Regions from separate parts of the Mus musculus genome. Here regions 2 and 3 are each linked to region 1. A link is a contact called in public Micro-C data. All regions are on one chromosome and are shown on one strand. Each heading gives the region's core, a stretch centred on a gene start, on an enhancer-like site or on the middle of the called end of the contact. The rest is flanking DNA. Distances are from core to core; before and after follow the strand shown. Region 1 holds the start of Pgr (progesterone receptor). Region 2 holds the start of Arhgap42 (Rho GTPase activating protein 42). Region 3 holds the start of Trpc6 (transient receptor potential cation channel, subfamily C, member 6).

Evidence for each region. A called contact is a pair of places that touch in the nucleus more often than the background predicts.
Region 2: a Micro-C map of embryonic stem cells shows a contact between it and region 1, with 4 times the contacts expected there. The contact joins the promoter of Arhgap42 here to the promoter of Pgr in region 1. A contact is called at or near these places in 2 of 39 promoter capture datasets (hippocampal neurons and neural stem cells), 5 of 484 Hi-C or Micro-C datasets (cerebral cortex, embryonic stem cells and uterus) and 1 of 9 other capture datasets (adipose tissue).
Region 3: a Micro-C map of embryonic stem cells shows a contact between it and region 1, with 3 times the contacts expected there. The contact joins the promoter of Trpc6 here to the promoter of Pgr in region 1. A contact is called at or near these places in 1 of 39 promoter capture datasets (embryonic stem cells), 2 of 484 Hi-C or Micro-C datasets (both in embryonic stem cells) and 1 of 115 datasets of contacts at active chromatin or transcription factors (large pre-B cells).

The regions. Positions count from the first base shown.
Region 1 is chr9:8,898,437-8,901,136 of GRCm38.p6, reverse strand. Pgr (progesterone receptor) reads right to left here and starts at 1,304. Exons shown (of 8, transcript NM_008829.2): 1 at 1-1,304. The coding sequence starts at 669.
Region 2 is chr9:9,237,638-9,240,337 of GRCm38.p6, reverse strand. Arhgap42 (Rho GTPase activating protein 42) reads left to right here and starts at 1,311. Exons shown (of 24, transcript NM_001372563.1): 1 at 1,311-1,712. The coding sequence starts at 1,559. The region is part of intron 2 of Gm16833 (predicted gene, 16833); the gene reads right to left.
Region 3 is chr9:8,542,682-8,545,499 of GRCm38.p6, reverse strand. It overlaps Trpc6 (transient receptor potential cation channel, subfamily C, member 6), which reads right to left and starts at 1,358. Exons shown (of 13, transcript NM_013838.2): 1 at 902-1,358. The coding sequence starts at 1,068.

The DNA of each region.
Region 1 (2,700 bases), core at 55-2,554:
TTCCACCTCCCCTGCAGCTGGCTGCGGGGACGGCTTCACCCCTGCCCCGGGCCAGTGAGCACTCCCCGAGGTAGGGAGCAACAGCTGCCTGGGTGGTGACAGTCCTTTGGGCAGCACCTTCTGTCCTGCTCCTGTCCCGGAGCTGTCGCCAGCCTTGATCTCTGGCCGACTCATGAGCGGGGACAACAACCCTTTGGTAGCAGGGACACTGCGGGGGTCTTCTGGAAGCTCTGGCCCAAAGAGACACCAGGAAGTGATGGCCTCGCAGGCTGGAGGGCTGGCGTGACTCTGTTCGGTCCCGGAGGGAGTCAACAACGAGTCTAAGACACTGTCTAAGAGTCTGCTGTCCTTCTCCGGGGCTCTGGAATTTCTGCCTCCTTCCCTATGAGTGGCTTCTACCCCAGAGAAAGCTCCCTCCACGTCGGACAGCGACTGCTGGTCCCCTGTCTTTCCGTCTGGGAGCTCGGGACCCCGGCAGGACCGAGGAAAAAGCAGCCCGTCCAGGGAGATCGGTATAGGCGAGACTACAGACGACACGTCCGAGTGCTGGCTCCCTTGGAAGGGACCTGAGTCCAAGCGTGCAAGCAAGGGGGACCCGATGTGTGGGGGGGAGGGCGAAGCGCCAGACGTGTGGAGAACCTGCGGATCCTTTGCCTGCAGCTCAGTCATGACGACCCAAGCTCCCCTTTTCTCCTCCCCTGTCTCCTGGGAGGAGGGAAAAGGGAAGGAGGAGGGGGTGCCGGTGATATAGGGGCAGAGGGAGGAGGAAGTGGGTGTAGAGTCGCAGGACCCGTGGGATCTCCACCTCCTGGTTGGGAGGGGCGGTCTTGGTCAGCTCCTGTCCTTACCCTCCACCCAGACGCAGAGGAAGGGTGGTAGTCGCGCTGTCCCGGTCGCGGTGGGGTGAGGACAGGAAGAAGTAGCTGGAGCAAGCTGGTCTGGTCTGAGAACTGGGAGTTATTCGAGAGACTTTTTTTCGTGTTTCTTCTTGAATGGGAGACCCGGAACTGGTGTGGCCGGTGCTGAAAAAAAGGACTCCCGCTATCTCCGGACTTCTTATGTTTGTTGAAACCTAGACATCCTAGGAAGTTTGCTTTACAGTCCTCACCAAAAACCTGGGGCTAAGACGTAGCCCATTCTTACTCGTTCTCCTGCAGCGACAGTCTCTATGGCTCCCTAGGTTCTCTACAATCCCAGCGAGTTCTGGTTGCAGGTTGCTCTAGTAAAGCTAAGAGAAGTTAGCAGAATGTCAGAATCCTCGCACCCGTAAATACTACAAAGACTGATAGTGACAGTCTAGACTGGCTCCATAGCTTTCTAGCAAGCGTTGGCGCTCTAGGAAGGCCCGCCCAAAGCCCCTCCCTAGCCAATCACTGGCTAGATCTAAATCTCTGGCGTTGGAATTCCAGCTACTCACTAGTCTGATTCCACCTGGAATATCAGATGCTTTGAGAAGAAATCTAAACATATCAGAATTTGTACTGAATTAAGAAGCATGCCAGCCCCACCCTATAAAAAGCAAAGTTGTTGTAAAGATTTCAGGATTTGAAAATATTTGTAAATATTCAACACAGACAGTGACATATCGTGACATTTTATTTTTTGTATAAAAGGTATAAAATGATCTCAAGTATTTTCATTTTATTACGTGTATATGTCTCTGGGAGTGTATGTTACATGGTTATATAGTTGCTCAGACGTCAGCAGAGAGGGTGAGAGCCCTCAGAGGTGAAGTTGCAGGTGCTCTGATATAGGTGCTGAGGTCCTAACTGGGGTTCTCTGCAGGAGCAGCAAGTGCTCTGTGTGTATATGTGTGAGTGCTTGCATGTGTCGCGTGCATATGGTAGTCTAAGACTAGCCCCAAAGAGTGGATTTCCTCCTTGAACCATGCAGATTCTGGAGATAGAACTCATCCTGAGTTTGACACTGAACAACCTTACTGGCTGCCTGTCCAGCCTTCCTCTAACACGCTCAAACTATTCTTGTGACAAGTGGGCCACCAATGTGACTTAGCAGTTAAGGATGGAAGACAGTTGGTAACACATCGCTGCCTGTATGGGGAGTTTGGACATTGAGTGTCATATTCTGTTTGTTCTGATTTTCATGAGGTTCTCTTCAGTCCTTACTAAATATCTACATCACATATTAAGTTTTCCACTGGGAAAGCTAAATGGCATTTTCTCCCCTCTATGTTTCTCTACTCTTAGAATAATTACCATTGAGCTTTAAGAATAAATCACCTTTAAAGTCATGAGAACACTGTGGAGGGGAGAGAGTAATATGATTTATTTTATACACCGTCATAAGCTGTCCACTCTCAAGCCCAGTCAGTGGATGCCGTGACACATCGCTATTCAAAAGTGAGTTAGTCGTTTGGGAAATGCCTTTGAGTGTTTCCAGGCCATTTTAATGCTGAAGCCTGCAGTTATTCTCAGCCAGGTCTAGAAGATTTGTGAAAGGCTCCAAAACTGCAGAGATGGCAGAGCTGCTGGAGGCAAGGTGCCTAGATGTCAATCACCAGGGAGGTGCTACATAGTCGTGAATTGCTGCTGTTACACTGGACCATTGGGCTTGGGTGTGGACTATTCCAGCAATGAGATATTGCTGACTAATTTTAAATGTGTGAGAATTAGGGAGGGAGAAGAGAATTCAAGGAAGCAGTTATTGTATGTCTTTATGGTATCAAATGGTAAAACCGGA
Region 2 (2,700 bases), core at 62-2,561, 340 kb before region 1:
TACATGGTTTTGTCTGTTTTAAAGTTTACATGCTATTTTTGCTTTTTGTTTTGTTTTGTTGTTTTGTTTGTTTGGTTTTTCGAGACAGGGTTTTTCTGGGTAGCCCTGGCTGTCCTGGAACTCACTCTGTAGACCAGGCTGGCCTCGAACTCAGAAATCCACCTGCCTCTGCCTTCCGAGTGCTGGGATTAAAGGCATGCACCACCATTCCTGGCTGTTTACATGCTACTTTTAATGTTATTGTATGGCTGAAAAAAATTGCAGCTAAAGGTTCCTGAAATTTAATTGGGAAAAAATGTAAAGCACTTCAGTGGATTTTCCCATGATTTGTACAAGTTTCTTTTTTCCTTCCTTCCTTTCTTTTTTAAAAACAGATGGTTCAAATATACAAAGCAGTGGAAATGTAGAAATTAAAAACAGATCCTTAAGAAAAGTAACGGAGTTCTCAAAAAAGCTACAGGTGAGTGCAGGATGACATAAAATAGTAGGTTATTTTGTTGTCAGGGTTTCAACAGAACGCACATTTATTAGGTCAACCTCTGCTAATTGACTCTTTGCAGGAATTCATATATATATATTCATCTCAGAGACAGTGTTTCTCTGTGTAGTCCATGTTGGCCTTGAACTCTTGGCAATTCTCCTGCTTCAGCCAGTTGAATGCAGGTATTACCTACCACCACCACCAAAGGAATTAATGATTCCTTTGAAATGCTTGATCAGGTCAAGTCGATGAAAGTCTCTGAACTTGTAGGTCCACCCACCCAGGTGTCAATTAGAGACACTAAAACAGGGGTATATAACATGTGAAATGAGTTAATAAAATCAATTCCCCTTTCTTACAGACTGAGGGATAACACCCAACACACCTCACTGATGGGTCAATGCAGCGGGGTTGGGAGTCAGGCGGGACATCCTTTCTATTTTGGACTTATGGGCAGGACCCTGAAGTGAAACTTGAACCGGCTGGGAAGTGGTAGTTCCCGCAGGGGTTAACGTGGGAGTCAGACTGTTCCTGAGGGGGACGCTGGGGGTTGGAGATGGTTTGGGGCGCACAGGGCCTGGCGCTCTCAGTGGGCCCAGACGGGGACGGGTAGGAATCGGGTGAGGCTACAACACAGCAGTGCTGGGTGCGGGGAGCAAAGTGCGCACCGCAGGGACCGGGCGGGGACCGGGCGGGGACAGCGAGGGGCGGGGAGGGTGGAGGAGGGTCTGCCCGGGAGCTGCAGGCCGGCCCGCGTGCGCTCCGCACAGGGGGCGGGTTTCCCTACGGGCCCGAGTCGCCGTGAGGCGCCGCCAGCTAAGCGCGCGCCACTGTCCCCAGGGTCAGCGAGTGACGCTGTCAGAAGACTCCTCTGCGCTACAGCTTGTAGCCTCGCCACCCCCACGGTGCGAGCGAGCGACGATGCGAGCCGGTGACAGCGCCCGGAGCCTCCGCCCGGCCTCGGGGCAGCTGCACTGAGCCCGGCGCGCGGGGCCCAGTCCTCCGCTCTCCCCAGCGCTCCCCCGCGTTCGCAGTGTCCCCGCACCCGCCGCAGCTAGCGGCCGCCGCGCCTGGGCCATGGGGCTGCCCACTCTGGAGTTCAGCGATTCGTATTTGGACAGCCCGGATTTTAGGGAGCGATTGCAGTGTCACGAGATCGAGCTGGAGAGAACCAACAAGTTCATCAAAGAGCTGCTGAAGGATGGCTCTCTGCTCATCGGGGCGCTGAGAAGTGAGTGACGGGCCCCCAAGTGTGCAAGACCCCATGGGGTGCGGGACCCTGGTTGGGAAGCCCCAGACCGAACTTCTTTTGTTTGAATGGATTGGGGACAAAAGCTGAAGAGCTCCCCTGCTGGTGGCCAACAAAGTCTGTTCTTAGTGGTGCGGATTTACTTCCCAGGCAACACTGGGGAGGAAAAGTTTCCCCTACAGCCCTTGAGAGTCAACTTTTGAGACTTGTCAGTGAAAAGTTGGTAGAGACTTTCACTTTTGTTTGTTGTTGCTAAAGTTTCGGTGCCTGGTTGTTGTTGTTGTTGTTTTTGGTGGGGGGTTGGTTTTGTTGTTGTTGTTTTAAATTGTTTTGATTTTTCGTTTTAAGGTGGTGGAGAGAGCCACGCCAGTCAGGGCAACAGAGTGAGACCCTGTCTCATAAACAAAACAAACAAACCAAACAACAACAACAACAAATCAAAGCAAGCCAAACTCTCTGGGAAGAGTGGAAACAAGGGAGTCTGGAGAGTTAAAGTGAAGCTAGTGAATTTAATAATACTTTAGGAAAAGTAATTTCATACAACAATGACTCGTCATTGATTTGACCTTTTAAAAATACACGTCTGCAGTTTGGCCATTGGTAAGCTGTTTGGACCCAATAGGGTACCCGTGTATTTTAAAGCCCTTGTGAGTGTTCTGTTCGTATTAAATTTTGGCTTGCATCGTGTGGTGTGCAGTGTTGGTCATTGGTGAGAGCTCAGGTCTACATTCAGTCAGACCTGGTAGATGTCAGTATCTTTCCCACACTTCTCCCTTCAGGATATTCTTTACTCGTTTCTCCTTTAGAACTTCCCCTTCCATTATTACAACTCAAGCTTTCTCATACTGAGAACCAAGTGGATTACTTAGTACACGCTAAACGTTAACCATTGCCTTTCCCAGAATCCACTTGTGTCTTACATGGAAAATTGGGAAGGCTTCAGCTTCTGAAAAGAGAAGTGCTTCGGACT
Region 3 (2,818 bases), core at 109-2,608, 360 kb after region 1:
ATCACCACCCCTCCATACTCTAGAAGAACTAACCAAACTGATAAAGGCTTTCCTAGGAAACAGCTTGCGGAAGGCTGTGACAGGCCAGGAAACCTGGGTATTCGGTCAAGCAGAGATTAAGGGAAGGTGTAAAGAGCCAGAAATACTGTAGGTCTACTACACAAGTGCTCACAGCCTGCCAGGGGCAAAAGAGAAAGGAAGACTTTGTTTCTCCATTCTATTATCTGCTGTCTGTCCCTTCACAGCACCACTGTCACCAACCTCATGGGAGGGGAGTGGGGGTCAGTTGTTGTTGTTGCTGCTGGTGCTGTTGTTGTTAAAAAAGGCTCGTAGTTATTGAGATGCCACTAGTAAAGAGCTGGTCTCTGTTTTTCTATCCTATGGGTACAAAATCCTGAGGTCTATCTCCCCCGTTTAATCTCAGCTCCAGGGTGAGAAGGAGGTTGCCCATTCTCTCCCTAAGTAATCCGTGCTCAAGACCAGAGGACTTGGTAGAACTAGAGAGTGCACTATGGTGGGTTTCTTCAAAGACCCTTAGAGTTCTGATCACACAAAAGGTATCACTGGAGCAAAAACTGGAACCTGATCAGATCGTGCCTGTTGAGCAGAGTTCCTCAAGGTAGCAGGAGCTGTAGACATTGACCAAGCATAGCTCTCCTTCCCCCTGTGGTGACAAGCATTAGATCCCCTGTGGTGACCTGGTATCCCAACAGGAGTAGTGGGGAGGGAACCACATGGGCTCAATCTGAGGGTGAGCGCAGCCTTTGAGTGCTCACCAGCAGCCAGCCTCGTCCCATCTGCGCTAGCACCCCTCGCTTGTCTGGAAGTCTGGAGACACATGGCTGTTGAGGCGCGCACGGGACCCACTCCTGCAACCCGTGCTGCCCTCGCCCATACTTACAAGCTGGGGTAGTAGCCATACGGTGGCAGCGGGAGCTGCGGGTAGCCGTCGTCTCCCAGCTCGTCCATCAGCAAATAGTCCTGGCTCTCGTTGCGCCGGGTGCCGGCTCCAGGGGCAGCCTTTAGAGAGCCGCCCCTCCGGGTCACGAACCTCGGGCTCTGGCTCATGGCACAGTGCCTGGCCGGCCTGCACCCCTGCTTCCGTGGATGGGAACCTGGGGAGAAGGGGCCGCGTCACCAACTGAGCTGGACCCGAGCAAAGCAATGCCAGGGAGAGGATAATGAGGGAAGAGATGCAGATTCCTGACTGGCTAGGTTCTGCCAATGGCTTCCCTGCCCGCCACAGTGGAAGTCACTAGTTAGGGGCTTGGGAGACAGCCGCGAAAGGAACCTTGACCTGAGCGCATCCGGACCGCGCAGACAGGCGGCCCCAGGCTCCCAGGCAGAGGGCACAGGCGGGGCCTCAGTGGCAGCCGCTAGGGAGAGCCGCTGAAGAGTTACTATGTCAACCGTGACTCTCCAGCCCTCGCCTCCCGCCTTCTTCCCCCACGTCCTCCGTCACGATCCCCACCTTTAAAGGGATCGAAAGGACCGTCCAGAAATCCGCCGACCCCTGTCTGGAAGCCACAACTTACAGAGCTAGAATAAACTAAACTAGTGGGAGCCAGGCACATTCTTTATTTGGGCTTGGGAGGGTAAACTGCTCCCAAAGTAGGGTTCTTAAGTAACACCAAGGGAGGGCTTTCGAGGAAGTTTCTTTTAAGTAACACTCAGAAATCGAGATCTTCTCCTTCTTCCACGCTTCCTTCATTTTCTTGAGATGTTTCTCTCCCATTCCCAAGCTCCGACGTAATGGAAGAGCAGTCTGTGTTCTTACCGTGGAATGTTCCTGGTTCCTGAAAAAAAACCAACAGAAAAAGGGCATTTTCCGATGGTGTCTGCTTGCTTTAAGGAAAATCCTCCCTGATTCATTTGAATGCCATAAATCGTGTATTTTCTCCAATGTCCTAACTGCTTTGAAAACTTGTTTTAACAATCTGATCAATTGGCATACATCTGTCAAAATCAAAACCTTCTCAACAAGAACAAATGGGATTTCTCTCAGTGGTTAAAGTGCTTGGAGCAAAAGTATGGGGACATGCGTTGAGGTCTCCAGTATTTACATAACAGTCTTCCATGGTGAAGGACATCTCTAATTTGAAGCTGGCTGGCCAGCTAATCTAGCCAAAACAGCAAACTCCAGATTCAGTGAGCCCTGCTTGAAAAAGTCTGGTGGAGGGTTGACAGAGAAAGAAAACTTAAATTGATCCACATGGGCATTCAAATTCCCCACCCTATGCACACAGAGACAGACACACAGAAAGTCACACAGAGATAGACAGACAGACAGACAGACACACACACACACACACAATAAATGAGTATTTATAGTGGTTGAATTAAAAGAAAATTAAGAATCCATTCACTCACTATTCATCACTATTTAATGCATACCAACAACTATTTTAGGATTCAGGGACAATCAGTTGAAGGACTGTCTGTCCTAACAGTGCTCCCAGGAAAGAGAAATGTTGGTTAAATAATCAGAGCATATAACACTCACCTCTAAACCCTGCACTTGAAATCCTGAGGCAGAAGATTGGGGAGAGTTCAAGTCTAACCTTGACTATATATGAGTTCCAAGCAAGCCTGGCCTACAGAGTCACAATCTACCTCAAAAGAAAAGATGAAGAAAAAAAAACATATAAATTAAAAAGCACATACAATCTTCTATCCCAGGTCCCTCAGAGACCAGTCTGCACAGGAGAGCACTCGGGCTGCAGAAGCAACATACCTTCTGGGACAGGGCCCCTTTCAGGCCTTCATCTTCAGCCAGGAAGCACAGCTGAGCTCCAGACCTCTGTGCACTTTCCCTGCA